2 separate regions of the Macaca mulatta genome follow, and region 1 is linked to region 2. A link is a contact called in public Hi-C data. All regions are on one chromosome and are shown on one strand. The core of a region is the stretch at or near the end of the contact, and the rest is flanking DNA. Distances in the headings are between cores, read along the strand shown. Region 1 holds the start of SIX4 (SIX homeobox 4). Region 2 holds the start of SIX1 (SIX homeobox 1).

Evidence for each region. Hi-C and Micro-C count contacts between places; a contact is called where the count stands out from the background.
Region 1: a Hi-C map of fetal cortex germinal zone shows a contact between it and region 2, with 1.8 times the contacts expected there. The contact joins the promoter of SIX4 here to the promoter of SIX1 in region 2. A contact is called at or near these places in 3 of 14 Hi-C or Micro-C datasets (cortical neurons, fetal cortex germinal zone and liver).

Annotation. Positions count from the first base shown.
Region 1 is chr7:133,848,277-133,854,139 of T2T-MMU8v2.0, forward strand. SIX4 (SIX homeobox 4) reads right to left here and starts at 3,140. Exons shown (of 4, transcript XM_028851594.2): 1 at 3,004-3,140; 2 at 1,963-2,795. The coding sequence starts at 3,006.
Region 2 is chr7:133,778,262-133,784,279 of T2T-MMU8v2.0, forward strand. SIX1 (SIX homeobox 1) reads right to left here and starts at 4,754. Exons shown (of 2, transcript XM_001096585.5): 1 at 3,696-4,754; 2 at 1-1,645. The coding sequence starts at 4,255. The coding sequence ends at 1,351.

The DNA of each region.
Region 1 (5,863 bases), core at 1,890-4,389, 68 kb after region 2:
TTGGGAGAAATACCAAATCGGGGTTGGGGGGTGGGTAGTGGTGGGGGTTTCCCATTTGGTCTGAGGCTGGGAGGGAGAGCAAAGGAGAGCAGAACAGAGGCGTTTTGGAAGCGCGACAGGACTTGGCCCAGCAGAGGATCCGACATCCCCGCAGTGCCCCGCGGTCGGTTCGCTTTCATGCCGAGGGTAGGGGATTACCCGGGCTTTGGGCTGCGGGGCCAGGAACGCAGAAAGCGCTTTGATTTACGAGCTGAGGCTGAGCCGCCGTCGCCGTCTGCGAGGGTGACTCACCGGGGGTGCGTGTGGGAGGTAGATCCGGAGAGGGGCCTAAACCAGGCAACTGGGCCGGGGGCGGGGGGTGTGGAGTTTATGGGGTGGGGGGGACAGAGAAGCCGGCAGTGGGGCGTGGGGGAGTCCCAGGGAGCGTGCCGGGCCCGCGAGCGGAGGCGGCGGGGCAGCTGGCCTGCTCGCAGTGCCCCCTTCCCACCCTCTGCCCCGGCCCTGCGGATTCCGTTGGTCCCCGAGCGCGGGACCCGCGGCCTCTAGTGGGCGCGGGGCAGGTGGTTCGGCGTAACCAAAGCGCCTTCTCTGGACCTTTCCGCATATCTGCGGAAGGCGCACGCACATCCCGGTGCACGTTTTGTTTTGGTTACCGCGAGGGCCAAGCAGGGCACCGAGCCTCCCTCCCAGCCTTGGGCGAGGAACGCCAGAGCCCAAGCCGTCGGACCCCCACAGGGGCCCAGAAGCGGCAAGGGCGGGCTGAGACCGGCTCTGGAATGTGCTGGGTGATCACCTTCACCTGGCCCAGGCGGGCTGGATCCCCGGCTTCCAGATTGCTTCCCTGAGCAGAACCTTCGAGCTGCTTTTGGATTCTTTCTCTCCTATCCCCGCGGGGCTGGAGACACCAGGTCTTTAGGCGACCTTCTCCTTACTTTGTTTCGTCCAACAAAACACACAGACGCACACACCAAGTGTCTGACTCGGGAGGACGCACAAAAGAGGTGGAAAATCCGGTATTTTCTACCAGAGGGGGAAAACAGCTTGCCAGGCAAAAAGCTCAAACCCAGTGGGGTGGGAGCACAAGGAGGAGCACTAATAGCGCCCCTACTCCTTTGCTGCCGCCCGCCGTAAGCTAGCCTGCCCCCCGCCCGTAACTACCGTACCGGGAGGGAGTCAAACAGCGTTCGGGGGCCGAGGGAGGAAGCAGCCCTTCAGCCCTGCTACCCCGGCTGCGCTGAAATCCGATCCTAAGGAGTTCAGAATCAGGTTTCAAAACATGACAGAGCCGAGCTGCACCAGCACCCCACGTTGCCGCGGCCGCGAAGGGAACCACAGGGGCAGGGTGAATGATTAACTCTGTCACATGAAACCTCGACGTTCCGAGACCCCTTCTTCGCCGCCAGCCCCAAAACACTCTCTTCCCTCCAGAGCAACCACCGCGACCTCCAACGCAGGCACTGGGGGCGGCTGAACCCTGGGGATCTGGGAGCGTGCGCGCGCGCCAGGCCCGGTGTGACCCCGCGGAGGTGCAGACCCCGGCCGGCGCCGGCAACCTCTGCGGGCCTCGGGCAGCAGGGAGAGCTACGGTGCCGGCGTCCACACTCGCTTCCTTAGCCCCGCCAGAAGCAGGGAGAGGGTGGCAACTTCAAAGCCAGCTGGATGGGGGTGGGAAGCCGGGCAGCAGTGACCAGCCGCGGTGGGGGCGGGGACTGAGACCTAGGCGGGCGACCAGAAACTTCTAGGGGGAGAGGGGGAGGGTAAGGAGGGAGGTTCCCCCGCCCTTCGCCTCCGCCGCCCCCCACCTCCGCCGGCAGGGAGCGAGGTGGGGGGCGGGGAGAGGTGGGCAGCCGGACCAGGCTGGTGGGGAAGGTAAGCGCCATGTTTGCGAGCACTTGGAGGAAAAGAAAGCTGGGAAGGGGGTGGGGGAGAGGAAGGGGGAGGAGGAGGAAAGTTGGCGCTCACCTTTTGGACTGGGTCTCGGAGGGGTTCCGATCGCGCTGCCGGCGGTTCTTGAACCAGTTGCTGACCTGGGTGAGGGAGAGGCCGGTGATCTTGGCCAGGTGCCGCTTCTCGGCGGGCGAAGGGTAGCGATTCTGCTTGTAGAGCTCCTTGAGCGCGTTGCGCGACTTCTCCTTGAAACAATACACCGTCTCCTCGCCGTCCCAGATGGTGCGGGGCAGGGGGAATTTCCTGCGCAGCCGGTACTTGTCCACCGCTCCTAGCGGCCGGCCGCGGGCTCGCTCGGCCTCGGTGTAGCGCGCCTTGTACCAGAGCTGCTGCAGCAGCGGGTGGTTGGCCGACTCGAAGCTGTGGCTCTCGAGGATGCTGTAGAGCTCGGGGTAGATGCCCTGGTGGAAGGCCACGAGCGCCCGCGCCTTCAGCAGGCTCTCGTTGCCACGTAGCAGGTCGCTCTGGGGCAGGGACCACAGGAACCGGGCCAGGCGGTCCAGGTTGCCCCCCTGCTGCAGTGCCTCGCACACGCAGGCGACGTGGTCGGGCGAGAAGGCCAGCGGGGTCTGCGCGGCGGCTGCAGCGTGGTGGTGCCTGCCCAGAAGTTCCGAGTGGAGTTGTACCTGATCCGCCGCCGCTCCGGCCGCCGCCGTCGCCACTGCCCCTTCCTCTCCGCTCACCCTGGCGGCAGCGGTCGCGGCGTCCCCCGGCTCCAGGGGAAAAGGGGCTGGAGCCGGGGGGCTCAGCTCCACCGCCGCGCCCCCCGCCACTTCTCGGTGCGCCTCCTGCCCTTCTGAGGCGCTTTCCATCCCATTCTCCTGCTTGATGTCCGCCGCACTTGCGATCTGCCCGGTGGGGGAGGAAGAGGACATTTTTTGTTGTTTATTTTCCTCCCTCCCTCACTCCCTCGCACTCTTTTCCTCTTTCTTTCCCCCTCTCTTACTCCTCCTTCTTCGTCTCCCTCCCTCCTCTCCCCCTCCGGAAAGCCCACTCCCTCCCTCCTGGTTTCGGCTGGATCTGGCCGATCAGGTTTCCCCCCGGCCACGCAGTCACCATTAAGATAGCTGCTAGAGCAAAGTAGTGTAAACGGATAGCTGCTTTCTGCCGTTCCCCCAACGTGACTCCTCCGGTTGCTGCATACTATATGGCAGTGGCGGCCGGGCCGGCCCGGCCGAGCCACCTCATTGGCTATTTCGCATTCAGGGGGAGGAGGAGACACCGTTTCTATCCCTGTCGATCACCCGCCTCCCACTCCACCCCTTGCCTTTCCCTCTCCCCCTGACCCCCAGGCACCTATACCTGAAGGAAAACACCGACATTCTTTCCAAACCACGCTCCTGGGCGGGAAATTACCTAATGTGGCCTGAAAACTGGACAACTCTTTCAAAGAGAGGCCCTACGATTCCAGAGGGAATATTAATTGTGTGTCCTTAAGGTCTAGATAAATTTTTAACAAAGAGACCACCCTCAGCATCTAGATGACAAAACTTAAGAGGACAATTCAGAAGCCCCCCACTATCTCCCTGTTCCCCATTCCCCCTCTTTTTGGATGTCTTTATCAAGGATTTTGTATTCGAAAGGGTCAAAAATAAAATAACACTAGGAAATGTTCTAAGGGGCAAGCATTTAAAGTAAATTAAAATTCCAAAGGGGGAAAAATGCTTGAAAACCTTATAATTAGCAGCATAAATAGCCCACTGAGAAGACAAAAACAAGAAGCCTTCAAAAAATGTACTTAACCTTAAGCCACATGGAGGGTTGGCAACCCAACTGAGTTGAACATGATATAATTAAACATGTAGAATATTAAACCATATGTTTATCCTGGATGAGTCGTGTGGAAGAGATCTAAGCTTTAAATTATACTAACGATATGGAAATTTAAGTTTTCTACATGAACATTTTTAATGTAAGTATATGAATAGTTTTTTTTTAAAGACGATAGACTAGAAACACTGTATGTGCGGGTGTCATCTAGATCAGTGCAGGATCAGAAGCCCTTTTCCACAGCATAGACAGATGGAAGATTGCCCTCTGGTTTGATGCTGAAGTGGGGGTAGAGTCTTTTGTTGTTTGCAGTTGTGTCTCTTTCCTTTGTAATTTGCACGAGATCTTAATTCCAAAAAGGATAATCCGTTTCTGCTTCTTTGATTACTGTAGGTCAGTTGGGTTTGCCTGCTGCTGCTCTTTCTCAAAATTCAACTCTTTTTTTTTTTTTTTTTTTGAGACGGAGTCTCGCTCTGTCACTCAGGCTGGAGTGCAGTGGCGCGATCTCGGTTCACTGCAAGCTCCGTCTGCCAAGTTTGTGCCATTCTCCTGCCTCAGCCTCCCAAGTAGCTGGGACTACAGGTGCCCGCCACCAAACCCGGCTAATTTTTTGTATTTTTTTAGTAGAGACGGGGTTTCACTGTGTTAGCCAGGATGATCTCGATCTCCTGACCTCGTGATCTGCCCACCTCAGCCTCTCAAAATTCAACAGTTTAATGACATCATCCTAACCTTTACTTCAGGGTGGCCTTGTATTGTGTCTGCTTCCCAGCTACTCATATCTGCCTACTTCAGCATATTACAAAGCAGCTGTCTAGGTCACCTACTGTCATGATAAACTTGGTGAGATTTTCTTTTTTTGTAGACAGGCTTTATTTTGTTGCTGGTCAACCAAGATGTCATTTGATGTAGGATTTAACTTGTTTTTGCATTGCCCTAATATGTTGACATCTCTGGTAGATTTAAAATTTATAATAACAGAAAAGACCATATTTTTTATTTGTTTATTTTTTTGAGATGAAGTCTCACTCTGTTGCTCAGGCTGGAGTGCAGTGGCGTCATCTCAGCTCACTGCAACCTCTGCCTCCCAGGTTCAAGCAATTCTCCTGCCTCAGCCTCCTGAGTAGCTGGGACTACAGGCCCATGCCACCATGCGTGGCTAATTTTTTATATTTTTAGTAGAGATGGGGTTTCACCATGTTAGCCAGGATGGTCTCCATCTCCTGACCTTGTGATCCGCCCGCCTCAGCCTCCCAAAGTGCTGGGATCACAGGCGTGAGCCACCATGCCCGGCCAAGACCATGTGTTTCTACGCCACTGGAAATATCTAGTTACGTACCAAGCTTCAGGACAATAACTGAGATTCAGAACTTCCTTTTTTTTTTTTTTTTTTTTTTTTGAGACGGAGTCTCGCTTTGTCGCCCAGGCTGGAGTGCAGTGGCCGGGTCTCAGCTCACTGCAAGCTCCGCCTCCCGGGTTCACGCCATTCTCCTGCCTCAGCCTCCGGAGTAGCTGGGACTACAGGCGCCCGCCACCTCGCCCGGCTAGTTTTTTGTATTTTTAGTAGAGACGGGGTTTCACCATGTTAGCCAGGATGGTCTCGATCTCCTGACCTTGTGATCCGCCCCTCTCGGCCTCCCAAAGTGCTGGGATTACAGGCTTGAGCCACCGCGCCCGGCCGATTCAGAACTTCCTTGAACTTTTGTTTGCTTGTTTGTTTGTTTTTGTTTGAGACAGGGTCTCTCTCTGATGCCCAGGCTGGAGTGCAGTGGTATGATCTCAGCTCACTGCAACCTCCGCCTCCTGGGTTCAAGTGATTCTCCTGCATCAGCCTCTCGAGTAGCTGGGATTACAGGCCCCTGCCACCACACCCAGCTAATTTTTGTATTTTTAGTAGATATGGGGTTTCACCATGTTGGCCAGGCTTGTCTTGAATTCCTGACCTCAAGTGATCCGCCCACCTCAGTATCCCAGAGGGCTGGGATTACAGGCATGAGCCACCACACCTGGCCAAATTTTTTTTAAAAAATATTTTTTATTTTGGAATGATTTTGATTTACAGAAAAGTTACCAAAATAGTAGAGTTTCTACTTCCTTTCACCTAGTTCCCTTTAATTTTAACATCTTACATTATAATGATATATTT
Region 2 (6,018 bases), core at 3,504-6,003:
TTCACAGTCTTGTCATAAACTTGTTAACACAAAAGAGCTTAGTTAACATATGAATGCTGTGAAGAGATAGTGGTAAACAAAATTGCATATCTAAATAATAAAAGTTAATAAATACCCCAAGGCTAAATTCACTCTTTCTGTCATATAATTAATCTAGTTACTACTCTTGGTTCAGATGATGGCCTTCAAAGTACCCTGCAATTCACAGCCACCATTAAGTAAGAAAGAAAAAAAAGTATTTTTTTTTAAATAGGGCCCAATGATAGCAATACACCACTCACCTTTCAGAAACAGAATCATACTCCTGGTGTTCTACTAAGTTTTAATTTAGACTGCTTTAGGTACAATAGAAAAGAAACCTGAAAACACATGCTGTTTTAGTAACAAATACCAGGTTGCCAGATTCGTTGGCATACCTTTGCAAACTAGAAACTAGAAACAGGAGAAACCCTTAACAGGAGTAGGCTACAGATATGAAAGCTTTGAGGGCATGAGTAATGGCATTCAGGAAAGTGTTTTTTCACATTGGTACATTTTAGAGTTTGTCATTAAAAAAAAAAAAAACCCAAGAAAACAAACAACAACCAAAAAATCCCACTAAATTTGACAAAAATAGTTGCATTACTAATGGTCACGTCTATTTCTGTCTCACATAGAGAGCATTAAGACATTTAGGCACTTGTTTTTTCCTCCTAATACTGTTCTTTTAATCTACATTAAATCGTTTAACACTAAATATGAAAAATGTAAACTTAATTTGTCCTCATCAAAGAAAGTCATAGATTGTGTTTTTCCTATTCACCTTAAGAATGTAATCAGTTCTTCCGAGCCTGCAAGCTCTTATTTTCACTATTTTTATCTCCCTTTCTCTTTCTCTCTCCATTTCCTTTTCCTCTTCACAACACATTTCTCCATATATAAATTAAAAGTAAATAATGAAAAGCCAGTTGATTTGTAATTCCCGTTCATTGAAAAAAAAAAAGAAAGGCTACTGAAACAGGCGTATCAGTTGCCCAGAACTGAGACTGGGTGCCTGGGTGCTTTTGTTTGTTTGGGTTTTTATTATTATTATTATTATCATTATTATTATTATTATTTATCCCCTGATCTCTGCATTGGGAAGGAAAATGCAAAAGTGGAAAGAGTTGGAGAGAAGAGGGAGATTAAGCTTGAGATCGCTGTTGGTTTTGATTTTTAAAAAGATATTTGTGAAAGTCCACCATTCCTTTATGCGCAAAGAACTCCAGAAACAAGCTGCAAAAATGTTCCTGATTTCTATTTACAAGTGTCCCTAGTCGCTGCAGTGGTTGCTGCTCCAGGCATCCCTTCGAGGCCCCAGTCCCTCCCCACTTAGGAACCCAAGTCCACCAGACTGGAGGTGAGGGGGCCGAGCAGAGAGTCTTGGAGCTGATGCTGGTGGGCCTGCAGACCATGACTGGGCTGCGAAGCTGTTAAGCCCGGGAGAGAATAGTTTGAGCTCCTGGTGTGGCCCATATTGCCCTGCAGCAGAAGGACCGAGTTCTGGTCTGGACTTTGGGGAGGTGAGAATTCCTCTTCTGAGCTGGACATGAGCGGCTTGCCCCCTTCCAGAGGAGAGAGTTGGTTCTGCTTGTTGGAGGAGGAGTTATTGTTTTCGGTGTTCTCCCTAAGAAATAGAGGACAACACCATATGGTTAAAAAAAAAAAAAAAAAAAAAAAAAAGTAGGTTAAAAAAAAGTGTGAGATGGAGGGAGGGGAGCTGGAAGGAGGAAAGGGCCATTGTGCAATCTGTCACCAACCCAAATGGAGGAGCTCTACCCTTCCACCCATCCCCAAGGGTAATGGGGGAGGTGAGGAGTCAGAGGAGCCTGGAGAAATGGAGAGCTACAGACAGAGCCTCCTGTTAGGAGCCAGGTCCTTTTCTCTTTCAGATTTCAGAAAGCGATAGATTAGCAGGATTTATTTGAAACATACAAAATATATGTTTTAAATTTTGTTCAAGCAGTTACATTTAAATACATATCAACTAGCACCATATTTAAATGTAACTAACTTTGAAAATCTTTCAATAGATATTGGTGATAAAGAAATGATAGAGGACAGAGTCCAATGCACAAATGTTTGGGGTGAATCAAGTCCATTGCCTTGTTCCCATATGAGGAGACAAACATCCCGTTTTCCTGCCCCAGCCCAGAGTTGGTGGTTTTGGAGACACAGGACAGGTCATGGGAAGTGGTGCCCAGAGCGGCCCAGTGACCTGAGTAAACACAGGGAGCGCAGCCAGTCTCTCTGATTTCATCTGGAGTCGGCCCTCGGGCCTGGCTTATAGGACGGCCGTTTTGCAACTAAAGGCTAACTGCAACCCTACAATCCCCGATCCTGTGTTACTTGCTAACCCTTCAGCCCCTCGTGTCCCCCTCTCAAACTTCCTACCAACACCCACCCTAACCCATCCTTTCTGGGCAGGGGAAACTTCGCCGCCCGGCACAGGCTGCCAGCGGGCGCCGCGCTCTGGGGCGTCAGTCCCGGCACTCGGTGCCGGTTAACTTCAGGATTCGCTTCCCTTGCCGCTTCCGCCTTCCGAGTGCTCGCGGGTCCTCCCGACTCCTCGCGCCTGTCTCCTCCTTTCTTTCCCCTTATCCTCACAGTCTCTGTCTCCCGGCAAGCCCATTTCAGCAGAATTTATCCTGGCTCTGGTTTTCCACTAAGCAAGAAAGGAAGCAAGATCTTCCGCCCCCAGTCTTGGAAGCGAACAAAGGAAAACCTAAGCGGCCCCTGCGCTCAGATTTCCCCCCAACTCTTTGGCTTCGCAGAGCGCTCTCCCCGCCACAGCCACCTCCCCACCGTTCTTCCGAATCTCTGTCGGAAACTCTACAGAGAACAGAAGGAGCCTGGCCAGGTGGCCGAAGGTGTTGCCCTGAGGTGGGGGAAGGTAGAGACCAATTTTGAAAACATTGCCTTATGAGCTCCAGTGCGAGAGAAGGCTGCGAATGGAGACCCTTTCCTCGTCTGGGCAGGCAGCGCGTTCAGCCAGACCGACGGGCTGCAGTGCCGGGCCACGCGCGAGCGAGCACGACGAGGATCAACCCTTTCTTAATTTGGGGCGCCGGGGAGTAAATGCAGCGCCAACTCTCTCCAGAGCTCTCTTTTTGGTGTGTTTTTAAAAGACCCCGCCCTTTGTCCAGCTACTGAGAAATGAAGCAGGCGACCCCTAATCCAAAAGACTATCGAGAGCGAGCGGTGGAGAACCCGCAAGGAGTGGGGGCAGAGCCAATGTCTCAGACCAGCTTCACCCCTCTGGGGAGCGAAGAGGAGAGAGGTTCGCTAACCTCAGCTCCCACCGAACTCCTTTCCTTGCGACGCCAATCAACACTTCATTGCCCGTTGATTTAGAAACTCACTCTCCACCCACCACTCCAAGCCGCGGCCAGCCAGGGAGGCATGAAAACCAAACCTAGCGCCAATATTTCCCGAAACTCACATCCCAGAGAAACCCACGCGCGGGTGCTCAAAGCAAATGAGGCCCCATTCTTAGCAAGGAACCTCAGAGTTCATGAACTTTCTCTGCAGCGCTGCGGAGGCCTGCGCGCCGCCCCGTGGACGGGCTTCGGCCGGCCAGGAGGACTTGGTGGCTGGTGCCTGCGGGGGCGGGAGGGGGCGAAGGGGAAAGGAAGGCTTCCTGGGGTCGCCCGAGTCGCGGGAAGCACGCCGCGTACCTTTCCTTGGCCTCCGCGGCCCGGTCTCTTTGCCTCCGGTTCTTAAACCAGTTGCTGACCTGCGTGGTGGTGAGGCCGGTAGCTTCGGCCAGCTCCCGCTTCTCGCGCGGCGAGGGGTAGGGATTGTGAGCGTACCACTCCCGCAGGACACCCCTCGACTTCTCCTTGAAGCAGTAGCTGGTCTCCTCGCCGTCCCAGATGGTGCGCGGCAGTGGAAATTTTCGGCGCACCCGATATTTGCCCACGGCGCCCAGGGGTCGGCCGCGCAGCTTCTCGGCCTCCACATAATGCGCCTTCAGCCACAGTTGCTGCAGTTTGGGGTGGTTGTGAGGCGAGAACTGGTGGCTCTCCAGGATCTTGTAGAGCTCACGGAAGTTGCCGCGGTGGAAGGCGACCACCGCCTTGGCCTTGAGCACGCTCTCGTTCTTGTGCAGGTGGTCGCAGGCGGGCAGTGACCACAGGAACCTACCCAGGCGCTCCAGGTTTCCGCCTTGCTGCAGAACCTCGCACACGCATGCCACTTGCTCCTGCGTAAAGCCAAACGACGGCAGCATCGACATGGCTGGGGCCTGCCGGGGCGCAGGGCCCAGGCGCACGCGGCAGGGAGCAGAGCCGAGAGGCAGGGGGCGGCGGCCGCAGGGAGGGGGCGCGGCTGTTCCTAACCTCCTCCTTAGGCTTTGCAAAGGCGAAAACCCGAGTCAGAACTTGGAGGTGGGCAGCCAAGCAAGAGAAGGCGGAGGAGTAGGGTACGCTCTGAACATGGAACCGCCGGCGCACTCAGTAGCCTTTAGGGCCTTGCTGCCTCCGACCTCCCGCCCGGTGGATGCTGCTAGTTGCCGGGGAACTTGGTTTCTGTTCTCCCCGCAGCGGCCTTAAAGCTCGCAGCGTCCCCGGCACGCTGATTGGCTGCGGGCGGCGCCTATCCCGGGCTGGCCAGCCAGCGCGCCGCCCGGCTGGGCAGAGAGGCCGCACCGCCCATCGAGGCCGCACCGCCCAGCGCGGGGAGGGCGAGGCTGAGGAGCTGGGGGTTGGGGGTGTTGCCGGGGCTGCGCAGGGAGGGAGTGGTGGGAGGAGAAGGAAGAGGAAAGGTGGGAAGCCAGTTGGGGTCTGAGGGAGCTGCGCTGCGGAGGTGTGGGGAGATAGAGAGTGGGTGAGCGCGTCAGGACCCTGCAGCGCGGGACCCGTCACCAGTATCACCTAAGGGGAGTCGCGCAAAACTCCGCACAAATCAATTACTCCAAACCTTAATTCCTCCCCTCTCCCTCCGTACTCTTGCTTTCATCCCTTACAAACTTGCCCTTTCCCGGTGAGCTCATATTTAATTACTTTAATGTTGGAATGAATAAATAATGGATTGATGAATAGCTTATGGAACGCGATAAATAATTCAAGAGCAGACCTGGGTCTCCGCATGCAGCCTCTGGAGCAGTGGCTTCTCTTCGGGTTGGCTTCAGCTCGAGAAGCCAACCCTATTTCCTTCCCCCTCCCCCCACCAACTCCCACTGTCCTCCCCCAGCTGCCGCACACCACCCTCCAAAGGGCACAAGTACTCCCAGTCGGACAGCGTTTCCCTCATTCACAAAGGACGTCCATGATTTGAGACCAGGCAAAGAGGTGTTTCGGGCATACTTGCTGAGCACCTAGAGACTCCGAGCGTTCATTTGTGATTTGGTATCTTAATGTTCTGCGGTTGAAACCAGCAGGTTCCTGAAGCTTCTAGACTCAATTTCCCCCATCTGTGCTGTTGCGTTTTCCAATGCCACTTCTGCTACTGAGGAATGCCGAGAAGCTTTACTTGCTATTAGCAAAAAATGCTTTGGGAACCTCGTACGAAAGGCGCTGGATGTGGTGTAAATTAAATAAAATTGTGCCCGGCTCCAATAACCGTCCGGTTGTAACATAATCCTTACCCTGCTCTGAGAGGGACACTGCCCTCAAAGCGAGGACGACAGCGGCTCCAAGAAGATTAAATAAAGAGGGGTGTGTGTGTGTGTGTGTGTGTGTGTGTGTGTGTGTGTGTGTGTTGCAATGCTGGCCTATTTTGCTGCCAAGGAATGAGAGATGTACTGCAATTTAAGTCCCATCATCTGCTGTTTTGTTTATGTGTGGAGAATGCTTAGTAAAACTGCACAAACAAATGAAGTTGTAATTATCTTAAGCCTCATTTGCACACCTGGTTCCAAAGCAATTATTAAAAAGATTTTGAAGACAATTAGCCTCTCTAAACAAAGATAATCTATTGTCGGTAGCTGAGACCAGCAGGAGATAAGAACAATGCGTGGAGATAAGGGAAGCCAAATGGTGGAAGGAGAGTGACTTTATG